2 separate regions of the Pan troglodytes genome follow, and region 2 is linked to region 1. A link is a contact called in public HiChIP or PLAC-seq data. All regions are on one chromosome and are shown on one strand. Each heading gives the region's core, a stretch centred on a gene start, on an enhancer-like site or on the middle of the called end of the contact. The rest is flanking DNA. Distances are from core to core; before and after follow the strand shown.

Region 1 (4,431 bases), core at 1,306-3,805:
AAGACAAACAGACTAATGTGAGACATGGTGCATATATGTATCTATACTAGTATAAAAAATTAATGGATATGAGATAGATGAGAAAAAAGATTTCCCTTGATCATATTTGGCTAAGTATGCAATCAATTCTCTAGTGGAAAGGCAACAATGCTATATCAGAGCCATGCGGTATATTGTTTATAATTTCTTTTATAAATTTAATTGATCCCATATCAACTAAGGGCCTACAATCATAATTAAATCTGAGGTTCCAGTATCCAGAGAAGGTTTATTGATTGATTAATTATTGATAGTGAGACTAGGGTAGAGGTTATAAACATAAGGCTTTGGAATAGACCAGATTGGGTACAAATTTCAAACTTTTTACATACTAACTTTGTGACCTAATCTAGGTTACCTAATAATTTCTCTGGGCCTCAATTTCCTTGTTTGTAAAATGGAAATAATAGCCACTTCACAGGATTATTGCAAGGACAAAATAGAATATCTGCAAATTACTTAGTGCAGGATCTGACACTAATGGGTCATTAATAGGGGCTATTATTATTAATTATTAAGACCAAGAATTCTGTAGTTTTCCTTTATTAGCTGGAAAGTAAAATTCATTGGAATTTAGAACATATTTTCTCTCATGTGTTTAAGATTTCATTTTGAAAGTAAGCTTGAAGAGTCCCAAAAAGGAAAGCATGAGAAAAGGAATTTCCAAAAAGGAAAATTTCCAGAAAAGAAAATTTGGCAAAAGAAAGCATGATGTCTTTATTTGATTAAAAACATTGCTTATTTATAAACTTCAAAATTTCTAACATTGGACTGATATTTTAAATATTGTGAAAAGATGTTTAAGAATCTATCATTTTTCTAGCATGTTTTCACTCATTAAAAAGTGACTACATTTTCCTGATAAATTTCCTATGAAGCTGAGCTAAAACAAAATAATCAAATGGAAAATTTCCTTTTTTGCTTTTATAACGCATTAGCACAAGAATAAAAATATCTTATTAACTTGAATAATTATTAACCCTCCAGTTATTTTGTCTATAGATGTCAAATAACCGGTAATAATCAAACAGCTTATGCTTTAAAAAAATTACAAAACATGTATATTAATCAATGAGTCACAAAATACACCTGTTTCCTATTGCAATAGTAGCCCACTCTTGAAATAACACCTTCATGTAGGCACACACACACCACAGTTTCAAACTTGTTATCAACAATTTATCCTCCATAGTTGGTAATGTCTTGATATGGTCAAAGTCTATCTTTTGAAAATTCAAATACAAAATGGTTTAAAATGTCTTTTCAGCATTTTTTCTTATTAAAGAAACAAAACATTATATTTTCCTCACTTATCTGAACAATTAATATTGCATTACTCTAGAATAAACACTTAATTTTAATACAAAACTTGTACTCTGCTTGATAACACCAATTTAAATAATCTTAAGTTTTTTCTTTCCTACTCTAACTTACCTTAGCCAGTTTTTCTCTTAGAAAAAATATTATTCAAAAGTATTCATAATTCTGTATCTTATAACTTTTTCCACTAGAGTATACTTTAATAGTAGGATAGCATGTGTCCACAAATGTTTTATTTGAGGCAGCAGTGAAGAGGTTAATTTACAGCTGCATTTATGAACGAGTTTTATTTATATTTGACGTGCCGTACAATATTTATGTTTCAATTCATAAACTATGTTTTCCCAAGTGGCAAGAAGTGAAATGTTAATTACATACTATTCTAAAATAGACTGAAAGACAAAAGTTTTTGTTTAAGTAAAGTTTGAAATTAAAAAATAGGGCAGTGAGTTAAAAATCTGATTTATTCTTTGGAACTACCAGATGGAATAGTAAAAGAGGATTTTGGGAGGAGAGAGAGAAGAGTAGAGAAGAGAGACAGAGATTGAGATGGATTTTGAAATTGGCCAAGCATCATATCACCGAGTTTTTACATTCTGGCATAATAGTATTTCGAGGGTCTGAAGAACCACACCGGTCCGTTTTCCCTTACTTTAAAGATCTAAATGGTATTTTTTTTTTTTTAAGTCTTCCTGGGTACACCAGGAAATTTATTTAAAACCATGCCATTGGGTACGAACTAAGAGCATTCTTCAAACAAACATGACCTTTTCTCTGTTTCTTGTATTGCTCTTCTCAACCCAGCCAGAAATCCCAGACAAGTTTATTTACACACACACCCGCACACGCACGCACACACACACCCCACACGCAGAGTGGCGGAAACGCCCTCTTTCCAACCCTTCCAAACAATTATCTCCGAGAGCAAAAGAAAATAATCAACAGCCCTGTGTGCTGGGCTGAGCCGGAGAGCCGGGCGCGAGGAGGGAGGGCGATCCGCAGGCGAGCAGGGAAAACGTGGCTCCTCTGCCGAGGAGAGGATTTGTGAAAAGGAGCGCTGGCCCGCGTGCGCCTCTTGTTCCCCGTGTAATTTGCAGCCAATCATCAGTAGGTGTCCACGTCCCTGCGTCCTCCTCACCTCGGCGCCAATCACCCCCACCCCCGCGCCCCCGCCCCCAGCCTCCACACCTCCTCCCTCGCCTTTCTCTGTGGCTCCCCTCCCCCAGCAACCGCACACTCGCACACACACAAACAGAGAGAGAAGGGGGGAGGGTGAGAGAGAGGGGAAGAGAGAGAGAGAGAGAGAGGGGAGAGAGAGAGAGGAGAGACTCCCCGGCTCCCTCCCTCCCTCGCACACAGCGACTGGAGACGGACGGAGAGCAACGCGCTGGGAGAGGAGAGACCACCGACAACAGACCCGCGCTCTCACACATACACTCACACTCGACTCTTTCCTCTCCCCCCACCTCCTCCTCCTTCCACCCCCACCACTAACACCATCTCCTCCTCCTTCTCTCTGCAACAAGAAAAAAAAAGCCATTTACAGGTATTTTTTTTGATCCGCATATTTATTTATCCCCCCCTCCCCAACAGTTTGTTTACAAGTATTAAAGTTGTAATTGGGAGCTGCCAAGACACATCTGGATTTGTGTTTCTTTGTGTTAGGGGGTGATGTGCAACTAATTAAAGGCAGACTGGCAGCGTCTGCAAATTCTAAGGCTCCCCAAATAAAAAGAGACTGGTAAGTGATTGTTCTTTCTCTTTCTCTGGCTTTTTTTTCTCTTAAATGTTTGCTGTCCGTTGGGATTGTGAAAGTAGATTATTAATGCTGGACTCCAGCAAGAAAAAGCGTCGCTGTATTAATTTATTAATTAGTCTGCACCCGCCCCTCCTCCTGAATGTTAAATATGACCTTTGATCTCTATGTCTCTGGTAGACCAGACATACAGTATTAGGCATGTAAAGTCACATTGTTTAAAGGCAAAACAGGATCATGAAGTATGGATCTCTAATTTAGCTTTGGCATAGAACTATAGTTATTTGTGTGTGTTTTATTTTGTTTTTAAATAAAATCCAAACAATAGCTGTGGCTTAGATACCTTTTTCATGCTCCAGAGATGCATTGATTAAACAATAATGACCTGGATACTGGGCATAATCATTTTCTACAGTTTCTGGTGGTATTAAACCTTGAGGTAGGAAGAGGGATGGTGATGGCAATCAGAAAAGCAAGGAAAGCTTGTGTTTGGAAACACCACTCTAAGACTCTAAAAAAGGGACATTAAATTATTTATTTATTTGGAACAAGGTCAAAAGACTAAAACGTTGAAAATTTTCCCTCCACTCAATGTGATGATATCTAATGCATGGTTGACATAACTAGTTTTTACTGAGTAGCAGTTATTATGGTCTTGCAGTTACAATGTGATTCGCAGAAACTGAAGCTATATGCATATTCTTGCTGTGTCTTCCCCCACCCCTTCCAAGCATCAGGAATATTTAGCCAAGAGCATTTTGGGGGCACCTTTTGTATTGCCCTCAGACCTGAGAAGGGAGCAGTTTTCCCTAATGCGAAACCACAGAGGTGGTTCCTGAGTGATTAGGGACTTGCTGTGATTGAAAGATGCCTGCAAGCTTCTAATCCAGCCTGGGGTGAGGTTCCTTATCTTGATTTACTTTGCCTAATAGGGATTTGTTTACATAAACCCCTCTTTTTAGAGCACCTCATCAGTAGGTCTTGAAGTTTTTGCACTTGGAGTTTGGGCATAACTGGTTCATTAACCTAATTATAAGCATAATTACTATAATTGATAACCATTTTGAACTCTGAATATTTGAGACGGAGACTATTGGGCCCCCACGTAGAATTCCCTGAACTCTGCATTCTAGACCAATCTATGGGCTTCAAAAGATGTCACAAAAAGATATTCTGGCCAAAAAATCTGGAAACAAAGAAACTGGTTTTTTAAGTGAATATACACTTTATGCCTTTGCTTTACTTCTTAAAAGGCTGTGATGTACTTCTCCCTCTGTAATAAACAACTAAAATACCTCTTCCTAAAGCATAATAAT
Region 2 (4,431 bases), core at 1,293-3,792, 980 kb before region 1:
CTCTTCCATCCTCATTTCACAACTTCCAGCGAGATATCAAATTTGGTCATTTCTTCCAAATTCAACATTCTTTTCTATTTCTATTGCCAGAACTACTGTCTGGGTCCTTGTCACTTGGTACCTGAGATACTGTCAATACCTGGACACCGTATCTCTTATTTTCTATTCTGGTCCTTCCTACATATTAGTTATAGTTTTCCTGAGCCACCAGTTTCAATTCTCTGTTGATGAATCTCTGGTGGTTTGGTATTTCATAAACTCTGGAAATGTTATTTCATGATTTTACGTGTATTTGTCTTTATTCTCCAACTTGTAAACTCCTGGGACTAAGACTTTTACTTGCTATATGATGACAACAGGAGATGTCAATAACGGAAATCCAACATGTTAGACTCCAAACGTCTAAATTTGAATATGTACATAATTAAACATTATGTAATAAACATTACCCTCAGAGTATTTTTAAAAAGTTTTAAAAGCTAACCTGATACCTATTATTATTTCCTATCATTTATATTATGCATTTTTAATTTTGATTCTCAAATATTCCAGTAAACTGTAGAGAATGAAAGATGGAAATTTAAGTGATTAAAAATAAATGTAAACCTACTTAACAAAAGTCAGTGTTTTCTTTTCTGAATGCATGATAACTTGGTAACATTTTACAATGCAATTTACAAAATAACAAGTTAGTGTCAAGATTTCATTTTAAGTAAACATTTATATTCAGAAACGTTTAGTATCTTTGTTGATTTCTTCAAATCAGGATGCATATAACTTGTTGTCAGTTACTAATAAAATATGTTGCCAGAGTTAAGAAAAGCTATTAGCAAGAGGGACCTCAGAACTTTATGCTGGATTATCTCAATAGATAACTTTTTTTTTTTAAACAGGGTGTGGCTCTGTTGCGGAAGCTGGATTGCAATGGCATGATTTTGGCTTCACTGCAACCTCCGCCTCTTAGGCTCAAACCATCCTCCTATCTCAGCCTCCCAAGTGGCTGGAACTACAGGCGTGTGCCACCCCGCCTGGCCAATTTTTGTATTTTTTATGGAGATGGGTTTTACCATGTTGCCCAGACTGCTGGTCTCAAACTCCTGGGATCAAGTGATCCTCCCACCTTGGCCTCCCAAAGTGCTAGAATTACAAGCATGAGCCACCACGCCCAGCCTGGATACTTTAAGTATCCACAGATCATTAGAAATTAGCCTACAACCTTGCCTCCATAGGAATTTGTCTTATTTAAATATCTAATCTTCAAAAGTTAATAGAAAAATTAAGCTTTTTTTCCAACATAAACAAAAATTATACAACTCTGTGATATATGCACAGAAGAGATTTTCTCTCCTTTTTATGGGAGCATTTGCCTTATAGTTATGCCTATTCAAGTTGACACATTACAAAGCTACCACTGTTGACAAAAACATTTTAGGATCTATAATCTTAGTAGAGTGTCTCTAAGTAGCTAGTCACAATATCTCCTAGGAATCCTTTCTGGAACTTGGGTAGACCAGTATCTCAATTTTAATGATCACACGATAATTGGAGATGCTGAAAGAACCTGGGTGCCCAGTAGGAAAGTAGCCTAGATGATGATAGTCCCAAAGAAGATGGACTAGAAAAAAATAAAATGACACTTGTGGCAGACTACTGGTTGTTCTACAATATCCATTCTCCCGGATATTGGCTCAAACCATCCTCCTATCTCAGCCTCCCAAGTAGCTGGAACTACAGGCGTGTGCCACCCCACCTGGCCGATGTGCGGTGGCTCACGCCTGCAATCCCAGCACTTTGGAAGGCCAACGCAGGCGGATCACCGGAGGTCGGGAGTTCGAGACCAGTCTGACCAACATGGGGAAACCCTGTCTCTACTAAAAATACAAAAATTAGCTGGGCGTCGTGACGCATGCCTGTAATCCCAGTTTCTCAGGAGGCTAAGGCAGGAGAATAGCTTGAACCCAGGAGGCGGAGGTTGCAGTGAGCCGAGATTGTACCATTGCATTCCAGCCCAGGCAACAGTGTGAGACTCCGTCTCAAAAACAAAACAACAACAACAAATAATAAAATAAAAGAAAGAATAAATAATCTCTACTGGGTTAGGAAATGGCCTCATGGAGAAGATGGCATTTGAGTAAGCTACTTAGGGTTTTTTTGCTCTGTAAGTCGGTGTCAACGTCACGTTTTCACGTGGTGGCCTGATCATTTTGTCTTACAGTGATGTCTTTGCGTGCATGTGCGCTCATCTCCTATATTGGACAGGGTCTAGAGCAGTTCCTGGCACAGAGTAATCACTCAATATTACATCACTATAATAAAAAATCATGATAGTAAATCTTGACGGGATAAATGAAGGCATGAATAAATGTTTGAATTAACGAGTGGCAGTGAGCTCTTCAGGGGTGGTGGGTCTTGTCTCACTCGTCTTTGAGCTGCGGCCTCGCTGAGGGCATAGTGCGCACAACTGGCTGGTGGCCCAGATTCCACTGGCAGGGACCAGGATCGCAGCCCAAGCGCCGGGGCGGGAGGGATGACTCCGGACGGTAGGGGGCACCGGCGTGCGGCCCGGCTGAGCCCCCAGGTAGCTCCGCGCGCACAGCAGGACGGTCATTGACGCCATGAGCGCGCTGCTGCGGCTGCTGCGCACGGGTGCCCCAGCCGCTGCGTGCCTGCGGTTGGGGACCAGTGCAGGGACCGGGTCGCGCCGTGCTATGGCCCTGTACCACACTGAGGAGCGCGGCCAGCCCTGCTCGCAGAATTACCGCCTCTTCTTTAGTAAGTAGCTCCCGGAGGTTCGCCGAGCGGCGCACCGGAGAAACCTGGGTGGGGGATGGAATGGGGGACACTTGGGACGCCCCGCGCGGTCTCCCTTCTCTCTTTTTGGGGCCCTCAGCGGTAGCCGCGCGGTCCAGGCCACCTTCCTTCCCGCGGGAGCGCGCACCGAGTCACGAGAACTGCCAGCGAGGAGGCGGCGGATCAAGACCCCAAAGCGGAGCGCAGAGGCGCAGGGCTGCCGGCTGGGGGGTAGACAGCGCCCTGTGCCCTGCCAGCCGCCCTCCCCGAGGGGTAGTCAGAGTGCAGGCGGCCACACCGCGGCGGCCTGCAGCCATTAGCCGGCCCGGCCGCCGTTCCTGGTTCACACAACTCAGTGAGGAAGGGAAGGCAGAGCCCGCCCACATGCCGGCCTTCCTAGAGGCGTAAGAAACCTCCTACTGCGGGAGCTCCCTGACGTCGGAGAGGCAGGCGGAACTTTGCGGATGCCTAATCCAGCGCGTCTTCTTTTTTTGAGGGACTCTGATGAAGGTTCTTTCCCAGAAGCTTGACTTGGTACGCACAAGTTTACACCCTGAGTGTGATCCACCATCCAAAGCCTCGTTGGTTCCGGAGCAGCCCCTTATCCTCCCCAAGCTGAACAAGCCCAGAGGGCTAAGCGACTTCGGGGGGTCCCTGAGTTGCCCAGCTCAGAGAAAGGACCCAGGTCTTCGTGACTCATTGTTCCGTGTACCGCATTGTTTCACTGTGTACGTTAACCGTAACTGAAAATAGCGATCTCGGTCGCTTGCCTTCACGCCCCACTGACTGCAGAGCCTTGGAGTGGTAGTATCAAAGTGGGCCTTGCATTATCGCTCCCCTTTTCGGAGCACTGGCTTTGGAGGCTTTCAGTTCTAAGCAGGCCCTCGAGTTCTTCACGTCTTAACTCTGTGACCCCGGACGAGTTTAAGTTGCTAAGCCTTGTTTTTTCTCATCCGTAAAATAGGGCTGCAAGTATTACATGACATTATATATGTAAAGTGATTAGTCACAGGGCCTAAAATATAAATTACTATTGTTAATACCTATAATCATTATAGATATTTGTAATTTATGAGAGATTTGCAGTTATGCTACATGAGTTTAGGGTCGAGGATTATTTTGTGGGAAAGAAGAGTTTGCCTAAAGTCGTGTGATTATAATGCAACTAGTACTAGAATTTCTATTTTCTTCAAAATTGGTTGCAGTTTTCACCCTATGCCACATATTTTCTTCTATCTTTGGTTAAGACTGATCAGGTGAACAGGAAGTCTCAAATTTCTGAATGGATTATGTTCTAAAAGGTTACCATGTGATGATTAATGGGAATAGTCAGAAAAAATTATGAAGTGGCAGTTCGCTTTTTAAGCAGATTTAAAAAAGGCCTGTCTACTGCAAGTATTCTAGATTTGCAATAAGTACGGTAATTAATAGATACCCAAATAATAAATATTTATGAAGTGTGCTAGACACTGTTAGGCATAGTACAGAGATTCACAATATTACTATAATTATGGAAAAAGTAAATACACTGGTTGAGCAAAAACAGGCTTGAGAAGCCTGGAGCGCACAGAGTAGTTGACCCAGTACCGGATTTGGAATGGGGAGTCCTAGGCCATAATCTTGGCTCTGCCGTTAACTCGC

The links. HiChIP or PLAC-seq counts read pairs in DNA pulled down with a chosen protein or histone mark.
Region 2: a contact with region 1 is called in an H3K4me3 HiChIP or PLAC-seq map of stem cell-derived excitatory neurons, with 13 times the contacts expected there. The contact joins the promoter of PPA2 here to the promoter of CXXC4 in region 1. A contact is called at or near these places in 1 of 7 Hi-C or Micro-C datasets (stem cell-derived neural progenitor cells) and 1 of 1 datasets of contacts at active chromatin or transcription factors (stem cell-derived excitatory neurons).

Annotation. Positions count from the first base shown.
Region 1 is chr3:105,948,162-105,952,592 of NHGRI_mPanTro3-v2.0_pri, reverse strand. CXXC4 (CXXC finger protein 4) reads left to right here and starts at 2,555. Exons shown (of 5, transcript XR_008547579.2): 1 at 2,555-2,905; 2 at 3,025-3,100.
Region 2 is chr3:106,929,445-106,933,875 of NHGRI_mPanTro3-v2.0_pri, reverse strand. PPA2 (inorganic pyrophosphatase 2) reads left to right here and starts at 2,542. Exons shown (of 12, transcript XM_517378.8): 1 at 2,542-2,772. The coding sequence starts at 2,616.